Regions from separate parts of the Bombyx mori genome. Here region 2 is linked to region 1. A link is a contact called in public Hi-C data. All regions are on one chromosome and are shown on one strand. The core of a region is the stretch at or near the end of the contact, and the rest is flanking DNA. Distances in the headings are between cores, read along the strand shown. Region 1 holds the start of LOC101740400. Region 2 holds the start of LOC101746096 (nucleolar MIF4G domain-containing protein 1 homolog).

Region 1 (3,860 bases), core at 115-2,614:
ATTGGATCAAAATTCAAATCTCCGCCTAGTCCTTGCATTACCCCTGGAAACATTTCATTGAATTTTGTTATCCCTTGGTCGTGAGGCCCTGCGTGATGTTTTGTTAACTGTTGTATTCCTGGGTTTGTAGGATTGCCTGTTAATTGTGGTACTGCCACCTGGCTCATTTGGACATTAGGTATTATATTTTGATACACATTTTGTTCATTCCGATTGACATTTCCATTCAAGGGTATCCGATTTCCATCACCAATTGCAGAAGGGCCGTCAATAAAACCTTGCTGCGCACTCGCTCCCTGAAGTCTTGATGGGCTACTGGGCACTTGGCCCGCAATGTGACTTTCTTGAATCTTTGGCTTATTACCGCTACTACCCATTACCATGTTAATAATTTCGGGACCCATCCCTATTTTTGCTGGATTATTTACACTCGGAATGTTCTGTGTTAAATTATTTAACGGGGTTTGTCCTGATTGTAATGGAAGACCGATTTGAGATGCTATTGGGTTATTCATCACAGTGTTTGCTGGGCTGATAGTGTTTAGATCATGATAAACTTCCTTGACAACTGGTTGCATTAGTTTTTCATTTAAATAGTTATAAGTGTCAGCATAAAGTTTTGGTGGATTGCATTGACCAAAGCAAGGTCTATTTACATGACTAGAGCCTGCAGGATAACCTGATTCACTAGAGTATGGATTGATGCAGCCATGCCCGTGAGAACCACAGCTATTGTGACTGTGACAACAGGCTTGTTGACAACTTCCATGATTTGTAGAATAACTGTTTGCTAAGTTCTGAGGATTATTATCAGAATTAGAAAAGATTTTCCCCATACAGCCACTGTAAGAAAAGATAAAATTAAAGAAAAATTATAAAGTCTACAACTTATTGGTATATTTTTTTTTTTGCTAACAAAATATCTAGCATTATCAACACCCTGTTATGTCCAATTCAGTACATAACTCTAACTCAGGCCAGTTTTTAGATTCATTCTTCTAAACTCAATTTAATATTAGTTGGCGTTCGGAGTGATCGTATCATAGCAAATTCCAAAGTTGATCCACATTTACTAAAATATCTACTTATTAATTAATGGTCTTATTAATAACTTATTAATGGTCAAATAAGCAATTGAAATTTGGAATTTATAGATTTATACCGATGAACTAGGACTTACCAATCAGCACTTTTTAATTGATTCATAACACTACCCAATTCACTTAAAATTCTTTGTTTATCTAAGGCCATTACGAAAAATTTTCAACACATAAAATTTACAAATTATTTTTAAATTTAGTTACAAGCTAAATAATAAAAACCACTATTGATTTAGAATGTCAAAATCAAATTAAGAAAACAAAGTACTAAGCCTTTTTTTAATATGTTATAATAACTATTTAAAAAGGTTACACGTATTTGCATTTGTATAATAGCTTCTAATAATACTCAGATCTTTGGGATATAACAGTAGGTCCCGTCTAAGTCGGAAAGGAGGTCCTGGTTGGGGTTTAGTCGGTAGTCGTTCTGCGTAGCGGGACACGAGCACCTTTTCGGGCGCCTTTCCAAAGGCGTAGTTTTCTAGAATCAATTGGAAAAATCCGGTCTCGACCCCCGTCGGCCGGGTACCCGTAAATTATGATTCCCTATTGATATGTACCAAAAAAAAGGTAGTAATTAATATTTTAGATTGTTCATTCAATAACCATCTAAATTTAAATACAGTAAATTTTTTGTATTAAAAATGTGTACCGATTACATTAGTAATTTAATGAAGGTGTAAAGAAAAAGTTTATACTAAAGAGTGAAGTAATTTAAGGGAATTAAATTCGTATCATTTCCCCTATTTTTACATAAAAGCGTGGATTTTGTAACATTAATTAAAAAGTAAGTTAGTCAACTAGACGTTATTTTTTTAATCATGTATAAACAACAACTTTCGTGTGATACGATAGTGTAGTAAGTACTTGGCAAACCTAACTGCGGGAGCGAGCGTTACTTTAGGCGAACTGTAATATAACGAAAAATACCTTTTGATCTTCGTCTAGGTTTTTAGTATTTTTATTTGTAAATATTTACATAATATGCGTAAGTATGAATATCAGTACTACCTGGCTCTCTTAATGCAGATTGCTACAAAGTTTTACAGAGTACTTTTTTGGTGTATGATATCTATGAATGTGTCGTGTCAAGTCATGATAATTTCAGTCACGTGATCACTCAGTCGCAGCGAAATTGGACTTTGACGGTCGTTCTGTCGACATTCTAAGATATTTATTATTATCTCGAGATATTAAGTTTATCTGCCGTATCAGTAACTCAAGGAGTAGACTATACCACCAGCGGATCAATTCGGATTCAGAGTTCCGGCTCGCCTGTCGTCTACCGTGAGGTATAGTAATTATTATTATAACAATGCCTAGAAAAGTGTACGTCGTTGGCGTCGGGATGACGAACTTCGTCAAGCCCTCTACCGGAGGTGACTATCCCGACTTCGGCAAGGAAGCGGTGTTAGAGGCCCTGGCTGACGCTCGTATTAAATACGACGACATTCAACAGGCGGTCTGCGGCTATGTGTTCGGTGACTCGACCTGCGGACAGCGCGTGCTGTATCAGGTCGGAATGACCGGTATTCCCATCTACAATGTTAATAACAACTGCTCCACAGGCTCAAATGCATTGTTTTTATCGAAACAGCTTATTGAAGGAGGCATGTGTGATGTAGCACTTGCCGTAGGATTCGAGAAAATGGCTCCCGGTGCTTTGGGAGGTGGTCATTTCGATGACAGAACCAACCCAATGGACAGGCACACACTTAAAATGGCAGAAATTGCTGATTTAACAGGAGCTCCCATTACAGCACAATACTTTGGTAATGCTGCCATAGAGCACATGAAAAAATATGAAACGACAGAGCTCCATCTAGCTAAAATTGCAGCCAAAAATCACCGTCATGGAGTTAAAAATCCGAGGGCTCAAGGCAAAAGAGAATATACAGTAGAAGAAATTCTGAATTCGAGAAAGATTTACGGTCCTCTCACCAAACTGGAATGCTGTCCGACCAGTGATGGTGCAGGTGCAGCTGTCCTCATGTCTGAAGAGGCTGTCATCCGTTATGGACTACAAGACAAAGCTGTAGAGATAATTGGAATGGAGATGGCAACTGACACTCCTGCTTTATTTGAAGAGAACAGTCTGATGAAAGTGGCCGGGTATGACATGACCAAATTGGCTGCAAGCAAATTGTATGCCAAGACTGGAATTTCACCAAAACAGGTAGATGTTGTGGAACTCCATGACTGCTTTGCTGCTAATGAGATGATCACATATGAAGGCCTACAGCTATGCGGTGAAGGTGAAGCAGGAAAATTCATTGATTCAGGCAATAACACTTATGGAGGCCAAGTTGTAGTCAACCCAAGTGGTGGTTTGATTGCTAAGGGTCATCCTCTCGGAGCAACCGGCCTGGCCCAGTGTGCAGAACTCAACTGGCAATTAAGAGGAGAGGCTGGAGAAAGACAGGTTGGTTGATTGTTGGTTGGGTCATGTGTTTTGTGATGTCAAAACGTAAATGTAACATTGTCTCTGTGTGCGTGGGAGTTTCAAGTCTCAAGTTAATACTACGGTTCAAGTTCTTTAGCTACTTTGAAGCAAATCTGAAATATTGGCAACAACGGTAATGTAAAATATTGCCTGTTTAATTGCAACACCAATTTAACTTGTTGAATCTGACATTTTTAACTTAAAAAATTACTATAAATTATTGAGAAGGAACAGAAGCTAACACTTCTTCAATTACATGTTAGGGATCTTTATCCCTACTCACACATAAAACTTATCTAGTCATAAATACCACCTGG
Region 2 (3,517 bases), core at 936-3,435, 170 kb before region 1:
ATAGCAAGCCTATCAATCAAAAGAAGTATCAAAGTTATTAAATAAATGTGGCTATCAAACTAAGGCAAGTAGGTAGTTCAAATCTCCTATCATATAAAGTTTCGTTTTGTTTCATCAAGGGAGCATCAAGTCATCTTACCTTCGAGCTCACTATCTGTTCCATCATAATCATCATCCAAATCATCATATTCATCACTTAAACCATCTTCTGCCTCTTCAGCACAACTCTCTTCACTATTGTCAAATTGATCATCACTATTGTGCAGATCTACTTCCTGAGATTTATTTTGGTGTTTGTCTTTTCCTGTAACAATTGCTATGTCTTCTTCAAAGTCTGAATCACCATCAACTTCAGCTAAATGTTTTTCTGCAGCCACTATCTGTTCTGTTGTTGATCTGTCACATATTTCTAAAAGGTCTGTGTATTTTGTAGAATGGAAACAGTCATGTTTGAGATAGACTTTCTTCCAAAGAGAATACTGTTAGTTTAATTAGTAGGTTTTTTTAGAAACCAGTTTTATATAAATTTTAATATGATCAACTTTAATATAAATTAATAAAGTCCGGTAACTCACTGGGAAACTTGACAGGTGTTTATGACAGATTTAAATTTTTGATTTATAAAAAAATATAGGTTTATTGAAAGGATACAGTCCAAACCATCTTCAGAAAAGTAATTGTTCTTGTTTTTAGATTTATTTAGGCCCATTTGTTTCTCAAGCTTTTTTATCAGGAGATCTTCTTCCTCATTGGCTTTGAGGAGTATCTTCCGTCGCTGTTCTTCCATCTCTGACTTTAATTGGTCTGCTTCGTTGATTTCCTTTTGTCTCTCTTTGTTAAGGATGTCATAGCTTGGCGCATTGGGTTTCTTTCGTTTTTTCTAAAAATGACCTGTGTTTTATTAACTGTGCCACCTGATAATAGATTCCTAAATTAATTTAATTGATACTTTATTTTAATATGACAGCATCCGCATTAGTATTACCTAGTTATCTTTAAAAATATAATATATTTATAGGTAAAACTTTGTGAGTTTAAAATTCCTTAGAAAAATTCCTTAATATTGCTTAAAAGTTAGAAATTTAAAAACCTTCATTTCTGTAGTATCTTGTCCATCTGCTGGTCTCTTTACGAACCTTCCCGGAGTATGCTGGGGATGAATTATAGACGGTTGTGGGGTTTTTTTCTTCAAATAATGTTCTTGGCGATGAATTTTTTTTTGCTGCCTTTTCTGTTTGCGTATAGTCTTACGACTATTTTCAAACTTTAAACGAGGCACAGGTTTTTTCTTCATTGTTAGGTTGGTTTGATGTTTAAGAAAAGTTTGGGCAATTTTTTTAGGTTACTATTATTTTGATTTGACCATTTGCCTGACACTTACAGCAATTATTATTTCTGACACTTGACATTGTTGACAACATAAAGCAATCTATGGCCAAAACCCATAGACCTTTATAGTAGGGACACGACATATTGTTCTATACGTACAATTGCTTATATAAATAGCACCCATTTTGAAGGCACATACATAAACATATATCTATCTCGTTCTTACTCAGCACTTTAACTCGCAGGAAAACAATATAACAGTATTTCAGTGCGTACATAAAATGAAACTTGAATATACGTAAATGTCTCCGTCTCTGTCTAATGAGGCCGAAAATCCGCCATGTTTAAAACCAAATGTCATTGTCACATCAGTTCGGCTGTCTGTTTTGGGTTGTACATTATTTATTGACTATGATATCGATTTAATATGATTGATTATATAAAATTTCATAATTTATCATGCTTAAAACATACAAAAATAATAATTAAAACGTATATTATAGGATCTCAAGAAAGTCGATGTCCTAAAACTATTATCTATATGTATTTAAATTCATTATGGAGCCCTCATCCGAAAAATCCATTTTTCGGTCGGAATCTATTGATCATGACACTAATCATAAATACCACTTTAAAATATGTCATCAAAACATATTTAGACATTCTGTTTAGATATTTCGGGAAAAAGGCTACCGACAAAATCTCTTCGGAACTATTTAAATAAAATAGATTTATTCCGCAATGAGTAAAACACTATTGTAAATTTGTTAAATATTTAATAATTAAGTGATTTTAGAGAGGAAGTCACAAGGAATGACGTTTGTAATTAATGAATAAATGTTCTGTAGGTTTTTTTTTTTCACGCGGTCCCTTGATAAGTTTAAAATTTGAATCACTCTCAAGCGAAAGTGATTCAAATGGTGCGGCGCACCTTCCTTGGGGTGCGCTGCGGTAGTATGTTACGGACTTTAGAGTCAGCAAAACAATTAAAATAGATTGTAATAGTCTAAGAAAAACACGTACTCAAAATACGATAACATTTAGCATGCTAGAAATGGGCAGATGGCTTTGAACTACGCCATATCTTTATGTTTTGCGACAAACGTCAACTTTATAAAATCAGTGTAGCAACTTTTAAAAATCATCATATCGTTTACTTGGCAAATTCGAAGGACGAACTTGTCTTAGATTTCACCCATCTAAATCATATCATATTTGCACATAGCAATATACCTACTTACTTCCCATTAAAGTATAAATTCTACAAATAAATAATACTCAACAATATTTAAAATAAAATGAGCCAAGAACGTTTATCGATAAAACCTGATAACATTGAAATCTTTTGTACAGCACTAAAGCCGCCATGTTTTGTGGCCAGATGACGTCACAGTGGCACGAAATTTTGGTTGACGTTTCATTTCCATAGGTTTCCTACTTCATTGCCAAAACCATAGACCTTTTTTTAGATTCCTCCACTGGACAGGTGAAAAGAGCATAGCGTGCAGAGCCTAATATTTTTGAGAAACCGAAGCAATTTCTATTGTACAAATGGTAAAGTGGTAAAGCTAGCGCCCCTGACTATTGGGATTTCGTGCAATCCTGTGTGTGAGGAACTTATTTACTCCAAAAGAAACATAAATTGAATAAACAAGGTAATTCACGGATAATTTACACACACAGGATGCATAGGACAATTTATAGCTCTTCGCAAGCACCGTTAAGTACAATATAATCTTTGCCAGTTTTGGAGTGTTCTTAGGGAGTATGTTAAACTCTGCTGTAGGCTCGTTCACTCATGCAAGCAATAAGTAAAAAAATATACATTTGCGCTTTTGATCATCAGACTTTGTTCGTGAACGTATATTAAATAATATTGCCGTAGTTAAATTGGTATTTGTGACCTTTAAAAACCAATATGGTTACGCTGCGGCGTCGGCGTGATACTCGACGAGCACATCAGAGATTATCACGAAAATTTCGTATTTCACGATGAAAATTTTCTTGTTCCGTACGAACTGAAAACCCAGTAAAAAATTGTCCACACTGTTTATTAAATCTTAGAATAGACTACAAAACTTGGAATGTATTTTTTTACAAGGTGTTAAATTGAGATAAAAAGATTTTAGGGAGATTTGGAGATAACTAAGGGGAAATTACCTCTGCAGCCCTAGTATTAGTTGTCAAA

What was found. A called contact is a pair of places that touch in the nucleus more often than the background predicts.
Region 2: a Hi-C map of posterior silk gland shows a contact between it and region 1, with 2.0 times the contacts expected there. The contact joins the promoter of LOC101746096 here to the promoter of LOC101740400 in region 1. A contact is called at or near these places in 2 of 7 Hi-C or Micro-C datasets (middle silk gland and posterior silk gland).

The regions. Positions count from the first base shown.
Region 1 is chr3:12,810,343-12,814,202 of ASM3026992v2, reverse strand. It overlaps LOC101740400, which reads right to left and starts at 1,364. Exons shown (of 3, transcript XM_004924358.2): 1 at 1,181-1,364; 2 at 1-843. The coding sequence starts at 1,251. It overlaps Scpx (sterol carrier protein x), which reads left to right and starts at 2,220. Exons shown (of 2, transcript NM_001043913.1): 1 at 2,220-3,522. The coding sequence starts at 2,416.
Region 2 is chr3:12,985,818-12,989,334 of ASM3026992v2, reverse strand. It overlaps LOC101746096 (nucleolar MIF4G domain-containing protein 1 homolog), which reads right to left and starts at 2,185. Exons shown (of 14, transcript XM_038020168.2): 1 at 1,091-2,185; 2 at 652-880; 3 at 140-418. The coding sequence starts at 1,294. It overlaps LOC101739068 (outer mitochondrial transmembrane helix translocase), which reads left to right and starts at 3,397. Exons shown (of 8, transcript XM_004924350.5): 1 at 3,397-3,517.